Regions from separate parts of the Mus musculus genome. Here all the other regions are linked to region 3. Evidence: chromatin contacts called from public capture Hi-C and promoter capture Hi-C data. All regions are on one chromosome and are shown on one strand. Each heading gives the region's core, a stretch centred on a gene start, on an enhancer-like site or on the middle of the called end of the contact. The rest is flanking DNA. Distances are from core to core; before and after follow the strand shown. Region 1 overlaps Rec114 (REC114 meiotic recombination protein). Region 2 holds the start of Rec114 (REC114 meiotic recombination protein). Region 3 has its middle 15 kb from the start of Gm39345.

What was found. Promoter capture Hi-C pulls out the DNA fragments that hold promoters and counts their contacts. Capture Hi-C pulls out chosen DNA fragments and counts their contacts.
Region 1: a capture Hi-C map of embryonic stem cells shows a contact between it and region 3, with 3 times the contacts expected there. The contact joins two enhancer-like sites. A contact is called at or near these places in 8 of 39 promoter capture datasets (the 3T3-L1 cell line, 3T3-L1-derived adipocytes, the HPC-7 cell line and 5 more), 1 of 115 datasets of contacts at active chromatin or transcription factors (embryonic stem cells) and 1 of 9 other capture datasets (embryonic stem cells).
Region 2: a contact with region 3 is called in a promoter capture Hi-C map of embryonic stem cells. The contact joins the promoter of Rec114 here to the enhancer-like site in region 3. A contact is called at or near these places in 6 of 39 promoter capture datasets (cranial neural crest, embryonic stem cells, hippocampal neurons and 1 more) and 4 of 115 datasets of contacts at active chromatin or transcription factors (all in embryonic stem cells).

The regions. Positions count from the first base shown.
Region 1 is chr9:58,671,339-58,674,038 of GRCm38.p6, reverse strand. All of the region lies in intron 2 of Rec114 (REC114 meiotic recombination protein), which reads left to right. Among named protein-coding and RNA genes, the nearest start is that of Rec114, 69 kb to the left of the region's middle. Within about 2 kb of position 1,253, at least 26 of the 459 cell types and tissues checked have an H3K27ac peak or open chromatin away from gene starts, as enhancers often do. A contact at or near this core is called in embryonic stem cells, where this site is marked.
Region 2 is chr9:58,740,215-58,742,914 of GRCm38.p6, reverse strand. It overlaps Rec114 (REC114 meiotic recombination protein), which reads left to right and starts at 1,356. Exons shown (of 6, transcript NM_028598.1): 1 at 1,356-1,528. The coding sequence starts at 1,373.
Region 3 is chr9:59,273,900-59,276,599 of GRCm38.p6, reverse strand. No RefSeq gene overlaps it. Among named protein-coding and RNA genes, the nearest start is that of Gm39345, 15 kb to the right of the region's middle. Within about 2 kb of position 1,374, at least 3 of the 459 cell types and tissues checked have an H3K27ac peak or open chromatin away from gene starts, as enhancers often do. A contact at or near this core is called in embryonic stem cells, where this site is marked.

The DNA.
Region 1 (2,700 bases), core at 4-2,503, 600 kb after region 3:
CTGCACTTTCTCCTTTGGCACAGAGGGACACATGGTTCTATGTGCTGGGGTGGCTCTGAGGAGCACTGACTAGTTCTGCTTGAATTAATTTTTAGAGCTAAAGACCAACTAATTTAGGCCAACGAGCTTAGTATTTCAAACTCACATTGCCAGAAGGTAGAAAATGATATTATTTTGATAGCTAAAACTGTTTTGTTGTTGTTTTTGTTTTTCGAGACAGGGTTTCTCTGTGTAGCCCTGGCTGTTCTAGAACTCACTCTGTAGACCAGGCTGGCCTCGAACTCAGAAATCCACCTGCCTCTGTCTCCCGAGTGCTGGGATTAAAGGCGTGCGCCACCACTGCCCAGCCTAGCAAAAACTTTTTAGCATAGTGTGAAGACCTTTTTGAGAAACCGTGTTTCTCGGTTGAACCTGCCCATGATCCTACAGCCATGTGTAGGGTGCCCTGCATTTCCTCAGTCGCATTTGTCGTCTTGTCTCTCTGCCTTCACCCACACTGCACCACCTACTTTTCCTTCTACCCAGGACCTTCCACTTGTCTTTTAAGTGACAGTGTACGCTTTGGTGAAGATATGGGCAGCTTCTCTTTAATGAGGTCTAACCTACATCTACTAAAAGTCATCTGGGTGTCCCCCACCCCCACCATCAATATAAAGAACACCTATTTTGTCCTGAGAGGTAACCTTTCCCAAGTGGGAGGCCAGAAAAAACACCAGTTTAGGTCTTCTTATTCTCATACTCTTGTATCGGCTTTTTAGTTTTTAGATTTGTCTTCTTGTTCTTCAGTGCTCGAGCACAGGTAGCTTTCTCTCTCTCCTTCCCTGCCTGTCGGCACTGCAATTCCAGTTTGTTACTGACTCGTTTTGCTTGAGGCTGAATAACTGTTGTTAGCCTGCTGAGCTTTCTAACATCTCATACTCGGGCGATTTCTGGTCAGACGTGATTCTTACGTTGTGAAGCACTAGTTCTTTTTATGCCCCTTAAAAGAGTTTTGGGGATTTGAAACAAGTTATGTACTTACCATCAGTTTGGCCCTTTGGAAACTTGTTTTGACTCTCTCTAGGGTCAGGTAGAGCGGCCTTTACCCTGCAGTCGATTCCACAGAATTCTGAGGTGTGCCGTGTCCTGAGCAGCCTCTGCATCCAGGGAAGGCTTTCAACTCTAGCTGCAGAAAGTGTTCTCGCCTGTGGTATCCTGGGACTGCTGGGCTGTCTCCCTGGTGCAGTTTCTCATTCCAGAGGTTACTCTTGACCAGGGGTGGCGTCATCTCTTCAGTGCCGAGACTGCAGGTCAGCCAGAGGTCTCGGGATCCTTGAGGCAGGTTTCTGAAACTGTGCCAAAGAGCAGTCTGCTTCCAGCCATCCTGTAACCAGCTCCAGCCACATCTGCTTTTCCCCATCTCCTTCTTCTCAACTCATTGAGCTCAGTAGGTTCCTTCTCTTTGTCAGTCTGGATTCCTTTTTTAATTTGTAAAGGTTTTTGAGATGGGGGAGGGTAGAGAGATGACTCAGGAGTTTAGGACACTTGTTTCTCTCACAGAGAATCTTGGTTTGATTCCCAGACCCATATGGCGGCTCACAATCAACCCTAACTCCAGTTCCAGGGGATCTGACACACCCTCCTTTGACCTCTAGGCACCAGACATGACACATGATACACATACATACAAGCAGGCAAAACACACATACACATAAAAATCTATAAATCTTTTTTTAAGGTTTAGATAGAATTGTATGTAGCCCAGGCTAGCCTTAAAGGTGCTAAGTAGCCAAGAATGACCATGAACTCTGGTCTTCCTTCCTCCCACATGCTGGGATTCAGGATGTGTACCAGCATGCCTGGCTTCAGTCTGGAAATTGATTCCAAGCACAAAGCCTCAGTGATCAGAGGCACACCCTGCTTGTGTCCCTTTCCCCAGCTCCCACAATTCTCCTGCACTTGCTTGCTTCTCTGTGTGTGTCCACGATGCTTCTAGAAGTTGTTCAGTCTGAAGTTGTTTATAACATGGGTAGAGTTTGTGACCATCTTAGTCCTCTTAGGCAGAAATGACGCGATGGCTTTTCTCCTAGTTTCCCTTTAAAACCAAGTAAGTGAAACTGCAAACTGAAAGACCTATGGGAATGATGGATGTGGGCCACCATGCTAGGCTGGAAGTCCTCCATAGATACTCAAGTTCATAAATAAACAAGGAACAAAAATTCAGGTTTTTTTGTTTGTTTGTTTTGCAACTTCTAGTGAATTAATGAGTGTAGGCAGTGCTTATCCTAACTGCTAAATTCACACGCATAGGACAGGACACACTTATGTGTGGTAGAGTCACGCATTGTGGTCTAGCAAAATCCAAGGAAAGATGAGCCCGGATTTGATCAAGTTCTTGATCTATGAGGCATACAAGAGACAGGATACATATGAAAAGCATGCTTGCAGGCACAAGAACAGAGTTTAGTTGAGGGTGAGTCTAGGGGTTACGACTAACAATGGGCTGTGAGTAGCTTTGCTCTTCCTGTTTGTATGCAGTATGCATGCATTGGTGTGGGTGTGCTTCAATGTATGGGTGCACGTTTGCAATTAGAAGCCAGTGGTCAGCTTTCAGTGTTACTCCTTAGGAGCCATCCACTTCAGTTTTGAGGCAGCATAGCTTCCTGGGACCTGGTTTTGCTGATTAGGCTAGACTGCTGGCCAGCCAGCCCAGGAGTCCTC
Region 2 (2,700 bases), core at 107-2,606, 530 kb after region 3:
CTACATGCCAGAAGAGGGCATCAGATCCCTTTAGAGATGGTTGTGAACCGTCATGTCGGTGTTGGGAATTGAACTCAGGACCTGTGGAAGAGCAGCCAGTGCCCTTGACCACTGAGCCATCTCTCCAGCCTTAACTAGCATAGTTTTTTTTGCACACTACAGATAGTTGATGCTTTGTAGTGTACAATTATTACCACTTTCCCAAACATTCTCTAAACATTAACTGTGTAGTCTATAAACTGTTTCCATTGAGCCAGGTTTGATGGCTCTTGGCTACAATCCCAATATTCAGGAGGCTGAGGCAGACTCATCTCAAGTTTCAGATCCGCCTAGGCTACAAAATGAGGTCTTGTCTCAACACATAATAAATAAATAAATAAACCTCAATTTTAAAAACTTTAAAATTTTCTATTTCTTTTTACTTCATGTGTTTGGTTAACACAGCCTCCATCCTCTGAATGCATTGTTCTGATTTGACACAGATTGTATAAATACCAGATTCTTTATAAGTGGGGCTGACATATGAAGAGACCGTGGAGTCCACAGTTGTATTTGTGCTCTGCCATTCACTGGCTGTGCCCATTGATAAACCACATCTGCTCTCCGGAATGTATTTTGCCACCATCAGTTCTGGGGTGTGTGCTTCTTTAACTGGCTACAAGGTTGTTGGGAGGATAAATGAAATTACAGCTGTGGAAATTTTTTGCTGGCTATAAATCACGCAGAAATGTCATCTGCTTGCTGTTTGATGGGGGCACATTCTCAGATGCTTGGCCACCCCCTACCCATCTGTGCCTCTCTTCTGGTGACAAAAGGAAGGAGAATGTTCTGGGGTACGGTTGATGAGCAAATTGTCATGGTTCCAGAATTGCCCTTTCCGTTGTGCTGGATTTGAGGTAGGATGTGAAGAGACGCCATCATCTGTGATACTGCTGTGAGGACAGAGACACCCTAGAGAGCCGGTCTAGTCCCAGGGTTTAGTGGTTATGAGGAAGTTGGCCAGTTTGAGAAATCTCTCAAGGCTCAGGCAGATGAACGCTTGCGTGGGCTGCCTTGAGAGAATGTGAAGACTCCCATGATGGTGCTGAAATCTTCCAAATTGTAGGCATAATAGCCTCACTTGCAAGCAGAGTGGAGACAATCTCTCTTGGACGCCCACCATTAAAAAACAAAACAAAACAAACAAACAAACAAACAAACAAAAAACCAAACAAAAACAAAACCTAAAACCAGCGAAGACCACACTTCCGTAGTGGAATCCTCTGCTTCCGTTTTGGAGAAGCGTGAGCTTTGAGCGCCGTGCTTCCTGATTGGCTAGCTGATTGTCGTCAGCTATCACGTGGAGGCGGGCTTTCCAGGACCTTTGACAGGCATGTCTGAAGCGGGAAATGTGGCCTCCGGCCTCGGACTTCCAGGCGAAGTCTCCCAGTGGTCTCTGAAGCGCTATGGTCGCTTCATGCTCTTGGACAACGTGGGGTCCCCTGGGCCTAGCTCGGAAGCTGCTGCAGCGGGCTCGCCCACATGGAAGGTGAGGCCTGAGGGCAGGAAGGATGGGCAGCTGCCAGATCCCCAGGGGAGGAGGGGCAGACCCTGTCCAGCAGCCACATAGGGCCTGTGCAAGGACTGGAGGGAATGACTTCTAACCCAGGAACTTTGTGTCTGAGTAGGAGTAGGAGGTATAGTTGTAACTCATTTCGTTTTCAAAATAATTATCCAAGGGTAAGATAAACACTCATATATTCAACAATTATTGATTGAACATGGATTGCATGCTAGACACAGTTCAGTATGCTAGAGATGATTTCGCATGGAGCAAGTTCCAAGTGGTCTGTGCTGTTATGAATGGTTTTGTTTGCTTTCTTACGGTATTGGGGATCTAAGTGCCCTATCCCAGAGCTATGTCCTTCGACCCACTGATCCTAGTTTTCTGAGGGCATAGTATTTACCCAGATAGCCATGTAAATTGTAGCACGGATAATTAAATCATTCACAGCTAAATTGTCATGCACTTTGGTAGTCAAGCACCTACACAAGACTAAAGTTGAATTCTACCTGTTTTTATTTTGGTACAAGGGTTGGACTGAGGCCTCCTTGTGTGCTAAGCATGTGTTTTACCACTGAGCAACACTGCCAGCCCCTAAATCTAGCACTGATGTTGGATTTCCATGTTCTTGGTTAAGCTCTTAGCTTTTCTGAGCCTTGTTTATTGTAAAAATAGAAATGTTATGTTTAAATAATTGTGATAGAGACAAAACAGGTGTAAAATAATGATCTTACTTCATAGTGTCCTCTGTGGTTTTTAATGTGTTCTTGGATAGCTGTGGGTAAGATAAAATAGAGAAATGAAGGTGTAACATGTGAAAGGCTCCAAATCTGAGGAAACCCTAGCAGGTCTGGTAGAGAGAGAAACCAAAAGGTTGGTGCTTAGGGAACCCAGGGAGTGATGGTAATTGGTGAGGATGTCTGGACAGGAAGATGGGTGTCTTGTGAATATTATTTTAGAAGCCTATAGGGAAAGCCATAGGAAAGGTTTTAATCATTCTCTTCTTTGATAAATCACGCTGTCTTTATAGATGGAATTAGAGGACAGTATCAGTGAGTTCGGGAAGACAGAAGATAATGACACCTCGGGCCTGTTGGGAGGTGACACTGTAGATGGGGAATGGGACGGATAATGTGGAGGATAGAAATAAAAGGGCT
Region 3 (2,700 bases), core at 125-2,624:
AGGAGGAAGCCAGGGGGAGATGGACGATGAGCACACAGTCAGGAGAAACAGCAAGTACCTGGGGTACAGCACTGGGGAGGCAGCCAGGCCTGCAGTTAGAAGACTAGATTAGGGATTTACCCCTAGTAATTGTCAAAGCCAAATAAAATATAGTCTGAGCCTCATTTATTTGTAAGCTAGTCAGGGATAAACTTCAATTGCTTGTACTACAAGATCCTTTATTTCTTTTTTATTTCCATGGCTCTAGGGATTGAGCCAGGTCCTTATGCGTGCTAAGCATACACTCTTCCACTGAGTTGACTGTTCCACATAGCCCAAGACTGGGCTGAGGATGGTGCTGGCCTGCAGTCTTCTTACCTTAGTCTCCTAAGTGCTCGGATTATAGGCACATGCCACCATGAGACATGTGTAGTTATGGTTGGAATATAGTTCTCTGATAGAGTGCTTACCCAGAATACCCTTGGCTCAATTAACACCACCACCACCACCACCACCACCACCATCACCATACACACACACACACACACACACACACACACACACACACTTTGTAACATATTTTCATGGAATTTAACTTTGTTGCTTTCCTTATTGCAAAATTACTAATTATGTTGTTACAATCAAGATTTTTGCACAACTTATATTCTCTTGGCAGTGATATGAAATTGGTCCATCCTTTTTGAGTCACTGTAATTTTAAGATAATTTTAAAAATTATTTTTGATCTAGAGAATGCTTTAGTAATACGAGGAATTGCCATCAAAATTGTAAAACAATCTTTAAATTTGGAAATTGAATTGTAAATTCTGCTTAACTTAGTCGGATATTTTAGTGACGTTGCTGAGAGGATATAGTCACCGAGGTCTGGAAAGATGTCTCGGGAGCTGGGAGTGCTCCTTGCTCGGCCAGAAGGCCCAAACTCAGTTTCCAGTATCACTTTGGAACACTCACAGCTGCTGTAACTCTAACCCCAGGGAGTCTGACGCCCTCTTTTGGCCTCCATAGCGCATGCACATAGACACATACAAATAACATTTTTTAAAAGAAATCATCACCAATTCAGAAAACACTGCACATTATTTTAATTTCAATGGAGAAATGTCTACCTTTTAAATGACAATTACATATTGGATAATATGAGGAATCTTGTAGTAACAGAGAGAGCTGACCTCATATGAAATAAATCCAAAGGTCGATGGATGTAGGAGGTGGTTCTGAGGTTTTGACCGGGAATTTGCGTGTGAATGCTGAAGGTCCTGACCCCAATTGGTTCTTGATCGATTAATAAACACTTTAGTGGCCAATGGCTGGACGAAAGAGGCAGGACTTCTAGGTTCCCATAGGAAGGCTAAGAGACACAGGAGGACGAAAGAGGATTTGCCATGCTTTGGAGGGAGAGAGAGCCACTAGTCACGTGAGATTTCTGATAGTGTCGCCATTGGCCGCTTCCCCGACTGGGCCTGGGGTAGCAGATGGGAGATTAGAAACGCAACTAAACTGAGGGCAGATTTAAAGGTGTTGAGCTAGGGCTAAAGGTAACTGAGCAGCTAAGCCGATGGAAGAATTAGAGGTGTTGAGCTGGGAGTGAAGGTAAGGATACGTTAGCCGCAGGAGGCTTAGAATTATCTGGCCATTGAGCTAAGAAACATATTAAAAATAATCTCGTGTGTGTGTGTGTGTGTGTGTGTGTGTGTATTTCATCTCCGGATCCAAGGAAAGCAGGCGGTGGTAGTGCAGTCCGCCCGGAGCTTAGCTACCCACTACAGACAGACGGAAGCGATACTGTGGCTGAAAGTTCTTGGCCACCATAAGTAGCTGCCAATACCACGCTAATGTGTGAGCCCCTCCTGCAGTGGAGCAGAAAGACCAATATGAGATGGTCAGGAGGCCCTACTGGGAAATGGGGTTGCACTACGGAAGAAACCACCGCAGTCTCACTATCTGTGCAACAGGATTTGACAAGTTAATTAATTTGTCTTTTTCTTACCTAAGTGCCTCTGCCACTCAAACCCTTCCTGAAATCTGAAGTGGCTTCTGCCTCTGGTGTTGGCAGAGAGGCAACCCAGGAACCTGTGTGACATCCAGACACATCTGCATTGGCTTCTGCTTCGGGAGACACAGGGCCAAAGGTTGGAGAGCTCTGTTACCCTGGGGCCTGAACAATGTTGCCACGGGGGTTGATGTTCTGGCTGTTGTCTGTTGAGATGCTGGTGCTGAGCGCGCAGAGTCCTTGTGTTTGTGACATGTTGAGATTTCGACAGACAGGCTTCTTGAACTTTGCGTTCTGCAACATCTGATCTTTAATTTCCCACTCTAATAAAGCCATTCTTCTGTAAAAGTTGAAAAAGAAATAAATCGCTAGAAAAGCAAAAATAAAAAAAATAAATCTATACAAGTATCAGTATTTTTATTTCTCTCTCAAATTTCCTCCATACCTGATTGAATAGTCATGTAACAAGAACTTAGAGGCTGATTTTGCTGAGAGAGAGAGAGAGAGAGAGAGAGAGAGAGAGAGAGAGAGAGAGAGAGAGAGAATAAGGGTCTGGAGGGATGGCTCAGTAGTTAAGAGTGCTGGTCGCTCGAGGAGTGGTGGTACATGCCTTTAATCCCAGCACTTGGGAGGCAGAGGCAGGCAGATTTCTGAGTTCGAGGCCACCCTGGTCTACAGAGTGAGTTCTAGGACAGCCAGGGCTATACAGAG